Linked DNA regions of Mus musculus: region 2 is linked to region 1. The links are chromatin contacts, called in public HiChIP or PLAC-seq maps. All regions are on one chromosome and are shown on one strand. The core of a region is the stretch at or near the end of the contact, and the rest is flanking DNA. Distances in the headings are between cores, read along the strand shown. Region 1 overlaps Gm40436 (a long non-coding RNA gene). Region 2 holds the start of Actr10 (ARP10 actin-related protein 10).

Region 1 (5,577 bases), core at 2,213-4,712:
CCACTGCCTTCAAGCAGATAGCAGGACAATGAAGCTAGCTTTACCATGACAACAGCGAGAGAACCCGAGGCAATGATGCCTTCCAGGAAGCGTGTAACTGCCAAGCTAGCGCCATGAGCTCACCAAAGCAGCTCTAAAACAGTCTAGAGCCATGGGAAGTATTATGGTGGTTATAAGCAAGGTGCTGAGGAAGGAAGGATTGATTGATTGATTGATTGATTGTGCCTGGGTGGTAGTCATAGGAGTTGTGCATGAAGCCAATAACACATAACTAGATCTGGATCCAGACAGAAAAGCAAGGTTTAGGCAGTGGAGAAGGGCTGTTGCAGCCAGCTGTGGCCACTTGTTCAAACGAGAAGACCCTAGCTCCCACTTTTACTCAGTGTTGTGAGTGTGGGCGGTGAGCAGGATGTCAGCCCTCCTTAACCCGCCAGCTTGGTGGCCCCATCTAAGGCATGATCTGCATGTCTGTCTGTCTGTCCTGTTGAGTGGTCTGCAGATAGGGTGCTCAGAAAGGGGACCTAAGGTGCATACAGAGTTCCGAGGCAAGTTCAGGCAACAGATAACAATGGAGTATCAAGATGGCTGATCTCAGTGGTCAACTTCACACATAAGGAGAGAAGGAGCCTCAGCTGAAAAATTGCCTCATCAGATTGGCCTGTCTGTGGAACAATTTCTTGATGATGATGATGATAATGATGATGATGATGATGAGATTTTGCCTTTGAATGGAGGAGGACCCAGTCCACTCTGGGTGATACTATCCCTAGGCAGGTTGACCTAGCTTGCATAAGGCAAGTAGCCCAGGAGAGCAAACCAGTAAGCGGTCTTCCTCTATGATTTCTGCTTCAGCTCCTGCTTGAATTTCTGCCCTGACTTCTCTCAGTGACATACGGTGGCATGGAAGTATAAGCCACAAACCCTTCCCTCCCTAAGTAGCTCTCCATCCTCTCATCACAGTGTGCATTGTAGAAGCAGAAACTGAGCTGTAACAAGCACATCTCCTGTCTGCACCCAGGGAGTGCAGCTTCCTCCTGCTGTTCAGGCTTGCGCTCTCTGCAAGAACTTTTGCAAGCATTGCCATCGGGATATCAGGGCTGAACAGGTCCCTATGGAATACAACTATGTGGCTTCTGAAGACATCAAGGACCTGGTCTACAGAGGCAACTCTTATGCAGAGCCCCCCACTTCTCCCCACACTCTAATATGACCTGGCTGCTACTCCTCTTGGCCCCTGTGCAACCTTGGCTCATGAATACTTTTGCAGTCCTCACCACAGGAAAATGCAACAAGATACAATTTGCAAGGAGTTCCTTTGGGTTCTGGATATCTGACCTCATTGTGTCCAGCCATAGGGGAATAGAACACTATAAAATATTAGAAGAACCTAAATTGCCAGGATCAGGCATGGTGCTTGCCAATCACAGAGAACATTGTACTGCACTGTGACTCCCTTCATTACAGCACCTTGATGACAATCACCCAGAGTGTGTGGTACTAGCACATGCATGGTAGCTAGACATTCACTCACATTTCTGAAGGAATAAGCAAAATGATAAACATGTTGCATGCATTTGAAACTCATTTTCCTTTGGATGCACTGTGGACTCAGGTCTAAAAGCTAGGACCTGATGTGGGCAGCCCCAACCTCTTCCCATAGGTGCATGCAAGACAGCAGGGCCAGCCCCCTCGGCAGGGTCAGCCCCGCCTGCGTTGCTCCCTTGCATACTCTTAGGCACCATCAGAACCATCCATCCAAGCATGTTTTACCTTCTCTCATTCGTACATTTGCCCCCAAATGGAACCAATGGCCACGTGTAAAAGGAATTATTTTGATCTAGCTCATATAAAGACACACAATCCAGGTATTTTATTTACAAGATTGGGTGGGTTTTAGCGCTATTCTAATTTACATCCCAGCCATAGGTCCCTTGTCACTTGCTGTTTCTCCTGGCCATATGCTCATGGTCAATTGCCTCTCATGGCAATTGCTTCCTTCCTTGGTTTCCTTTTTTTCTTTTGGTCTCTCCTGAGACCCTTCACTCCAGCCTCAAGTCCTGCCTTTCTCTCCATACTGCCCAATCACAGACTCTAAACGTTTATTAACCAGTTAACTTTCAACTGTGGAGCAGGGTTTACATAGCATCACTTGGTGAATGTGGGAGAGGGTGATCAATCTTGGGGGCCAATATTTAGCATTTGAATATATAACAGCGCTATACCAACCCCCAACAGCCTTGCACACCCAGGAAGCAACCTGAGTTACCCCACCTACAGTCCAGTTGATATGCAGACCATGTTTTTCCTAGAAAATATAAACATCTTAGCAATGCTAGCTAGCTGTCTTCTGAAACTCATATCACAGTGTTAGTCCCACGCTGACATCTACAACTGTGGAAGTTAAAGATGGACTTTAGAACCTGTCATTTCATGTTTGAATCTTAATTCTGCTACTTCTAAGCTTAGTTACAGTATATGAAACTGCACAAACTAATGGTAAGGCCCTATTGCTAAAGCAAACTTTATATTTCACGGAACACAGAGAAGCTGGGCTGATGCCTAGCTAGAGCCTGCATCCTTCCTGGCATGTACGGTGCTCGCAGGTACTCTGCATGCTACCAGAGGATGGCAAATTCCACCTCCTGTCCTGCTCTCCACCAGCCTCTCCACGGACAGCTAGCATTGTACCAGATGACCGACCGTCCACAGTGCTGATGGGCTCAGTGCCTCAGAGATTGCAGGGAAAACAGGAAAGGCCAAACAGTAGAAGCAGAATCTAATTTCCTACAGGGTCCAGCTCTGATGTGTCCATGAGCCAGTGCTCATCTTTGCTTCCCAGCCTCAGGAGGAGAATCTCAGGAAATAATATCAGGTTTTCAGAGCACCAAAGTTATCGTTAGGTTTCTTGCCAACAGGGCCAAGACTGAGTAGGAGAAAAAGAAAATCAAAAGAAAAAACACCACTCTCTTAGATAAAAGTCACAATTTAAAGGGAAATAATTCATTCTTCTCCACCCACCTCAAACGTATGCATCAGATTTTCTGCACAAAAAGAAAGCAGGCGCCTTTATCCAATCTTGTTTGTGGGAGAGAACCTGGCTTCTGGGATCCACAGATGTCTGAGGAAACGCTTCAGTGTTTATTTTTAAAGGGGAAGCTGCTTCGCATGAACGGGGGGAAAGTCTTTTCTATAGTTTCTCTGGAAGATGGAGACTGAATTGGCAGTGAGGTAAGGCTTTCCAAACAAGGGACCAAATCATCACATTGTAGACATCCTGTTGGCCGGACAACTCAGAGTGTCTTCCTGGCCACACCCTGAAGACATCATGTCCAGTGCCAGCCCGGCAGAGTGAGCCTTGGTTTTCTGAAACAAAAGGTTTTGCATTCATCTGTGTTTGGCAGCCACAAAGCTTGCCATATGCTGAGGGAGAGCGTAAGGGCTCAATTGCTGCCTCATCTTTTGGTGTATCACAGCTGAGTCACATTCATCTCGACACTCAGAGAACATAAACAGATGAGGAGCAGGGAGTAGACATAAGAAATCTGCATGCCTTGGGCATGCTTTGCAAGTTCTCCTTGTTGTGTGTCCTTTCTCCTTCAGCTTTCTTGCCTATGAAGAAACAAGATCTGAAGAGGAGATTTGGTCCAACCTTAGGGTGTCCTGGTACAACAGATCTGGAAGCTTGATTGAATGACAGAGAACACACCTTCATTTCTTAGAGCAGTGACTATATCTTACATCTAGGTTAGGAGGAGGGGCTAAGCCTTCTGCAGACAGTGGGCACTGGATTGCATTCTCTGGGCCTTCACTAGCCCAACCCCATTGACCATGGTGGGGGACCGTTAAAACCATTTGCTGATTCTTCCAGCAGAAATCAGCTGAGAAAACAGCAGAACACATCCTCAGAGAAGCAGGTGAATTATCTATTTCACACCCAGAGTAGTGGCTCTCAACCTTCCTAGTGCTACAACCCTTTAATACAGTCCCACATGTTGTGGTGACCCCCAACCATAAGATTATTTTGTTGCTACTTCACAACTGTAATTTTGCTACTGGTATGAATTGTAAGGTAAATATCTGATATGCAACTCCTGTTGGGATCATGACCCACAGCTTTTCTTTTCTAAGGTTAAACAAACAAACAAACAAAAATTCATTGCCTGTTATACCAAAATGGTTACCCTAAAGAGTTCTGGCATGTAATTACCATGAAGAACAGCCTTGAAGAAGAAGTGTCCAGTGGTGATAAACTACAAGTCATGGTGGTGAGATGACCCTGTAGAGTCAATATCCCAAGCATGTCAACAAATATTTATCAAGCAATCCCTATAATGGTATAAATCTGAAAGGCATAGCTTCTGCCCTAAGGAGCTTATACTGTTTGTGGAGGGAGGGGATGGGGGAATATGAGAGATAATCGTTAACAATTACAAGACAGTAAAACTTAAGGCAAATAAATGCAGAGATTTGAGGAGTTTCCAGAGTGAAATCTGAGACAGGAAAGCTCACGGGGCCATTTAGTTTATTATGTGCAAGTCTCAAGATTAGCTGCCCCTCTGGAGGCCCATGTAATTAGCACTGTGCCGGCCAATTACTGAAATTATTATTTCTCAAGGTACAGAATTAAAAACCCTTGAAAGGATGTTGAAAAAAAAAAGAGGCAGCAGTGCATTTGTGTGTGTGTGTGTGTGTGTGTGTGTGTGTGTGTGTATGGGAGTGGGGAGGGAGAAAAGAGAGAAAGAAGAGAGAATTGAGGAGGGACAGACAAGGCAAGGAAGGGGTGGAGAAGAGGGAAGGGAGAAAGAAAGAGCCAGTCTAGGCCCACACCCTACTCCCCTAAAAGAATCCACTAAGACCAAAAAAAGAATTGTTAAAGTCACCAGCATCCATAAAAGCTGTTAAGACATTTAAATATATGAAGGCATTTAGTGTGCTCTTCAGGACAACGTATATGAAAACAGACTACCCCAGGAAGAGGCACCCCACCTCCACTCCGCGGGATGTCTAATGTTTGGAAAACATCTGATGGTAGGATGTTTGGAAAAGGTGCTCAGAGAGGAGAGTAGATAGAGATAGAACAGATTAATTATGCCATTAAGTAGTATATAATTATCAGGCACATTTAATATCACTTTATTTATGGCAGTCTTCAAGATAAGTTTACATCATTATCTTACATTATTCCCACAAGGTGTTTAGTGTGCTTTTCTGAAGTGCTCTGGTCCTAAGAGGTCTGTGTAGTCGGTTTGGCTTTCATCATGTCCCAGTGCAGGAGGAGAGATGGGGGAGACCAAAGCTCTCGGTACATCAGCTTATGTTGAAACACGTTCTTTCTTAGCTCTGCCTCTGCCACGGAGGTAAAAATGGCTTGAAGTGCCCAGGTGGTGAAGATCAAAGGGCAGAGTTATTGTCTTGCAAGTTGCTCCTGTAAAGCCAAATACAATTTAAGAAGACTGAAAGATAAAAAGTGTAGACACTATCATCCATCTTTCGCAGGACTAAGAGACAGCCTCAACGGCAAATCCCAGTCTATGGAGATTGGATGCCAAGTCTGGTGAAACTGGGACCTGACTAGGG
Region 2 (5,577 bases), core at 1,171-3,670, 310 kb before region 1:
TATAAAAACATACAAAAGGTAAGTGGTTGTGTACCTAAATGCATCTAAACATGGAATAATAGGAACTACAATTATTCAGAATAAAGAAACTCTGGTCATAGACAACCCACATGTGATACTGAAGAGCCATGACATCATATATGTGATCTCTCATTGACAGAAATGTCACTCACCACACGGCACATGAATAATCTCTTCATTCTCTTCTTAGTTTTAATATTAATAAAGTACTATTACTAATAAAGTAACCGTTAGCATGTTACTTAAGACTTTTTTTTCTTTAATCATTTTATGTGTATAAGTGTTGTGCCCATATGTGTATGTATGTGCACTACATACGCGCCTGGTGATCACAGAGGTCATTAGATTCCCTGGAACTGGAATTGTGAGGTAACTGTGAGCTATCTGACATGGGTGCTGGGAACTGAACCCAGGTTCTCTGAAGAGTAGCAAGTGCTCTTACCCACTGAGCTGGCTCTCCAGCCCCAAGACTATCTTCTTAAACTATGAGAATCTGACAATTATAATCATTTCATATATGATGAACTCAAACAAGCCTACACTCACACTAGGACATGGACACTGGTTTTATTAGTATTTATTTCCTGTGTTTATGTGCATGGGTGCGTGAATGACACAGTGCACATAGGAAGGGGAGAAGACAACTTGTGGGTCTTGGTTTAAGCCAAGCACAGTAGGCACATGAACAATGCCAGCACTCAGGAGGGCAGAGGCACTAGGACTAGAAGTTTGGGGCAGCTTGGGCCACACTGGACACTATTTCAAAAAGAAAAAAAAAACAAAAAGAGAAAAGAAAAGAAAAAGAAAAAGAGAAAAATTAGTAGTCAGTGCCACATTTCTTTTGTGCTGGAAAAAAGGTTGCTAAAATGACCATATTGGAAATCACACCTTTTTTTTTTTTCTTCCCCCGCCTGGGCACTGTTCCCCTGTGCCTAGACATCTCTCTCCATTTTCACTTCAATGTTACTTATATTCAGTGCTCCTCAAAGTCCTCAAGGACTTTGTAATGATGTAGCTTAAGTTCTGCCTTTGAAAACTTTTATGTCCTTCTGTCTTCAATCACATCCCTATATAATAATTTATATTTTCAATGTATAGCCACAATAATTATTTTCAGGTAGTAATCTCTACTTATTATATTAATGTTTTTTAAAAAAGTAAGATGAATATGGGAGAGTCAGAGAAGGAGAGGATAATCAAGAACTATGTTTAATCCAATTCTGTAGCTTCTAAGGACCAATTTTTAAGTCTGTTCTTATGACCATTTATTTAATAGTTGCTTAACATCTATTACAGGTTAGGAAGTGTTTAAAATATGCAAAAATAATCCACACATCTGTTTCATATATAACTTCACCTCAAACACATAATATGTATATATGATGGAACTCTCAGCTTTCTGGAGCCTAATATGTATTTCATACACAACATCACTTTATATATACATATATGTCATGTAATTCTGTGTTGTTCTTGAGTCCAATACAAGGACTCTTAAATGGATGGTCCAAAGAACTTAAAACCGTCCAGCATCCTCTCATACTGTCCAGATGTTCCAAGGCTTGTGAATTTGTGTTTTGCTATCTCTACCTTTGACTGCCACTTCGAGGACCACTACTCCCGTGCTTACAAACTGCTTTTTTAAAGTGCAAAATGTGGGTCTAAGAGTATTATAAGGTAACCAACAATTTCCCGTCTCATTTCTATGCGGCTTCCTGTCTTCATGTGCCAGGGCTCCATAGCTGATTTCCTACACTCCTGGAGAACAATCTATTTCCAGAACCAATGGGGCTCCATCCCATAAATGTTTTATGGTGGAAAGAGTCAGCAAGCGTTACAATTCGATGGTTTCCTTCCAATCTGACCCAGCCAGAGGCAAGCACAATCTGGGTCATCGCTGTCAAAAGTTAAAGTGATGGCCCCTGATCACCTTAGACGGGGGTGGGGTGGGGGACACCGTTCCCCGAGCTTCCTGGGCTTCTCTAGGAGTCCAGATCCCACTCAGGCCACCAGATCCTACAGGTTCGCATTGCCCAAGAGAGTCCTCCCTGACAACACATTCATCACTGAGTGTGGACTGAGCTTTGCCTTAAGGCAACGATGTGAGCTAGCATTCGCGGGATCGCCGGGGGAAGGTCCCGGGTGCCCAGCGGGCCTAAAGACGGTTGCCAGTCCGGGACCACCGGCACGTCCCTCGGGCCCACAGCCGCCCATGGCCACTCACTTGGTGAAAGCTTCTCCTAGGTCGATCACGACTGCTGTCTTCTCGCCGCCGCTCCCAAGGCCCTCGTAGAGCGGCATCTTTGAGAGACCGACGTAGAGAGGGTGAAGTGGTCCGCCCGGCGGGGGGGCTGCCTCAGCGCGGGGGCGGGGCGGGGTCCTCACAAAGCCGAGGACCCGGGCTGGCCAAGGAGAGGCCTGACGTCGCGGAGGCCGAGGCGGTCAGGCGCGCCGGACACCTTAGAGGGGCGGAGCCTCCCGGGTCCTCTCGCTCAGCGGCCGGGGGCGCCTGCGCGGCGTAGTAAGGATTTTTAGCGGCTTAGGAGGGGAGGCAGGAACTTGAGATCGCTTTCTCATTCTCCAGTTCTGTGTTGGTCGTTTATCATGACATTTAGTCGCCGCAATGAACACACAAGATAGAGTCTGCTCAGAAGAGATTGGCTTTCACTCTCCCCGAAGCAGTTCTAGAAAAGGATCCTAAGATCTAAATTCAAAACTTGGATTGGGAAGGCGGAAATGCTCCTTAATTACAGCAGTATTTGTGGTGGTTTACATGCGAACGCCCCCCCCCCCCCCCCCCCCGCGCGCCTAGGCTCATCTGTTTGAATGCTTAGTCACCGAGGACTGGAACAGTTTTGGAAGGATATGGAGATTTGACCTTGGAGGAGGTGTGTCACTGGGAGTGGACTTTGGGGTTTAAAAAGCCCACACTAGGCGCAGCTCTCTCCTCCCTGCCTCCTCTGCCCCCAACCCCCACCCCGGACCCTTGTTGCCTGGCAATTAAGATGTAAAGCTCTCAGCTACTGCTTCATTGCCATGCCTGCCCGCCACCCCACCCCCCCATCATTAACTAAAACTGTAAGCAGGTCCCCGATTGACGATTCCTTTTATAAGAGTTGTCTTAGTCATGTTGTCTCTTCCCAGAAATAGAATAGTTACTAAGACAGCAGTTCTTGCCTGTTGCTGGGGAGATTGATTGGATTTCTAGAAGAGGAGAAACCAGGTGTCATGGTGGCAAGATGCAAAGATATGATCAAAGCATATACATGAAATCGAGAACAAATAAATAAAAATTTAATAAGGAGAATATCGTGGTTATTTTAGCAGAAAGAAAAAAAGAATGAACACAAAACAAATATATTCCTTAATAATCTCAGATGTTTGAATGGAACCTCTTGTGGAGTATTTTTTAAAAAGAAAGATTTAAGAGTACATTAAAAAAACAAACAAACAAAAAAAACCCTGATTTATTTCTCTTGCTGGCTGGAAGCAAAGAATGTTGACCCAACTGAAAAAACTGTCCAGACAGTCTGCAAAAGAGACATTTTCTCACAGTCATCTAACAAAAATCCCAGCACTGGGCAAGGAGATGCTGTTTGAGCAGTTTGTCAGAGATGTCCAAGAAACTCCCCAAACAAGCTTTGCTGTTGCTCTTAGTTGCATTGCAGAGGTTGAGGATAAGTCGTTGTTGCTAAGACACCATGCACTTTAGACAGAGGACCCAGAGGTTCTAACCAGAAAGCCTCCTCCCTGAGAACTAGCTTTCATGGTACCAGAAGGCTCCATACAAGCTTTCAAAGAAGGGAAACCAGTCTTACCCAACCATGATATTCATAAACAGACACACACAAGCTGGTGTGTGTGTGTGTGTGTGTGTGTGTGTGTGTGTGTGTAATGAGATTAAAGAAACAGAGACCATCGATTTGAGAGAGCAAAGGTGTGGCACAGGAAGGGTTAGAGCGAGGATGGAAACGAAAAGAGGTGAACAATGTATTTGCATTTTAATTTGAAAACTGAAGATAATAGAAACTGTTCAAACAAGAACATTAAAACAGCCAATAAACTATGTTCAAGCCTGAAACATGCTTAACCTGTGTGACCTTTGATCTTCATCTTCTCAGTCCCTTTCTCACTGCAAACCTATGAAATACTGCTCATGAAATCACCTAATAATCTCATTACAAAGGAATTTCTTCAGAGAAGAGAAATAAGCAAGTTCATTTTCAATTAATTTTAAGACCAATCATCTTCAAATTTATTTATAAACCATATCCTTAAGAGAATCTAACTTTAAAAGTCATAGAATCATGGATCTGTAGCTACCATTAAAGTTTTTACCTGGGCTATTTATTTATTTATTTATTGCTTTGCCATTTGTTTTTAGAGGTAAGATCTCTATAGCCCAGAGCTGGCCTGGAATTCACTCTATAGCTCAGGCTGGCTTCAAACTTGAGGTATACCTTCTGCCTTGGAGCCCTGAGTGATGGGATTAAAGGAATGAGCCACCATGCTCAGCTCTCTTGGGTCTGGGTCATTTCCTTTGGGGGTGGAGATTGAGACAGGGTCTCTACATAGCCCTGGCTGTTCAGGAACTCCCTGTACACCAGGTTGGCGTCAAACCTAGAGAGATCTGCCTGCCTCTCTGCCTCCTGAGTGCTAGGATTAAAGGTGGACACCACTGTCCAGGCTCATGTATTTTCCTGGAGATCTTGTTCAGAGGTTCTTCTAACTGGGAGTATAGCTACTGATGCAAGGTTGACTGAGTATCATTCCTCCCCTCTAGGGGAAGGTGTTTGCTTGTTTTAACTAAGGGGCACTCATGGGAGTGGTAAGGGAGTAAGGGGACACTGCTCAACCATCCAGGTCAATCAAATGAATCCTGGCAAGCAATGAGTTGATAAATGTTGCATGAGATCACCTTCCTATCCACATGACTCCATTCCGTTATGTCTCCTCCAGCCTTTCCTTGACACCAACTCAAAATACAAATTAAAAAGGTTTTGGAAGCCAGTGAGTGAGATGCCTCACTGGGTAAAGAAATGCTCTTACTGCTAAGCCTGGAAATGTGAATTCTATCCCAGAATACACATAGAAAGAGCACCAACTCCTGCACATTGTCCTGTGACACACACACACACACACACACACACACACACACACGGTGCAGATGTACCTTTCCACCCTATAAATAAATCTTTAAGAAGTGGGGAGAAGAGGGTCTAAATAGAACTCAGGGTTAAAGCACTTGCCTGGAATGCATAAGCCTCTTGGTTCAATGCCCCATATATCCAAGATGTAAATAATTACATAAAGACATAAGCAAATACCCGTGAAAGAGAAAGGAAGAATTTTAGAGAAATGTGCAAACTTGCTCTGTGAATACACCATAAAAGCCTTTTCTGCCATAAAAAACCTTCAGAAACAAACACCCTCAGTGCTAGCAGACCTACCAGATGTACCCCACAGGAAGTGAAGCAGGTTCAATGAGTGTCCTACGCCATGCCAGGGGCTTGGAATCAGTCAAAAAAAAAAAATCACAAATTCTTGCCCTTGGAG

Evidence for each region. HiChIP or PLAC-seq counts read pairs in DNA pulled down with a chosen protein or histone mark.
Region 2: a CTCF HiChIP or PLAC-seq map of the NIH/3T3 cell line shows a contact between it and region 1, with 5 read pairs. The contact joins the promoter of Actr10 here to the enhancer-like site in region 1. A contact is called at or near these places in 1 of 15 datasets of contacts at CTCF or cohesin (the NIH/3T3 cell line), 9 of 115 datasets of contacts at active chromatin or transcription factors (bone marrow-derived macrophages, craniofacial prominence, embryonic limb bud and 3 more) and 2 of 9 other capture datasets (adipose tissue and pancreatic islet).

What each region holds. Positions count from the first base shown.
Region 1 is chr12:70,622,331-70,627,907 of GRCm38.p6, reverse strand. Gm40436 (a long non-coding RNA gene) reads right to left here. Exons shown (of 3, transcript XR_872797.2): 3 at 5,197-5,425. Among named protein-coding and RNA genes, the nearest start is that of Gm24474, 25 kb to the left of the region's middle. Within about 2 kb of position 3,462, at least 50 of the 459 cell types and tissues checked have an H3K27ac peak or open chromatin away from gene starts, as enhancers often do. A contact at or near this core is called in the NIH/3T3 cell line, where this site is marked.
Region 2 is chr12:70,934,700-70,940,276 of GRCm38.p6, reverse strand. It overlaps Actr10 (ARP10 actin-related protein 10), which reads right to left and starts at 2,420. Exons shown (of 13, transcript NM_019785.2): 1 at 2,246-2,420. The coding sequence starts at 2,322.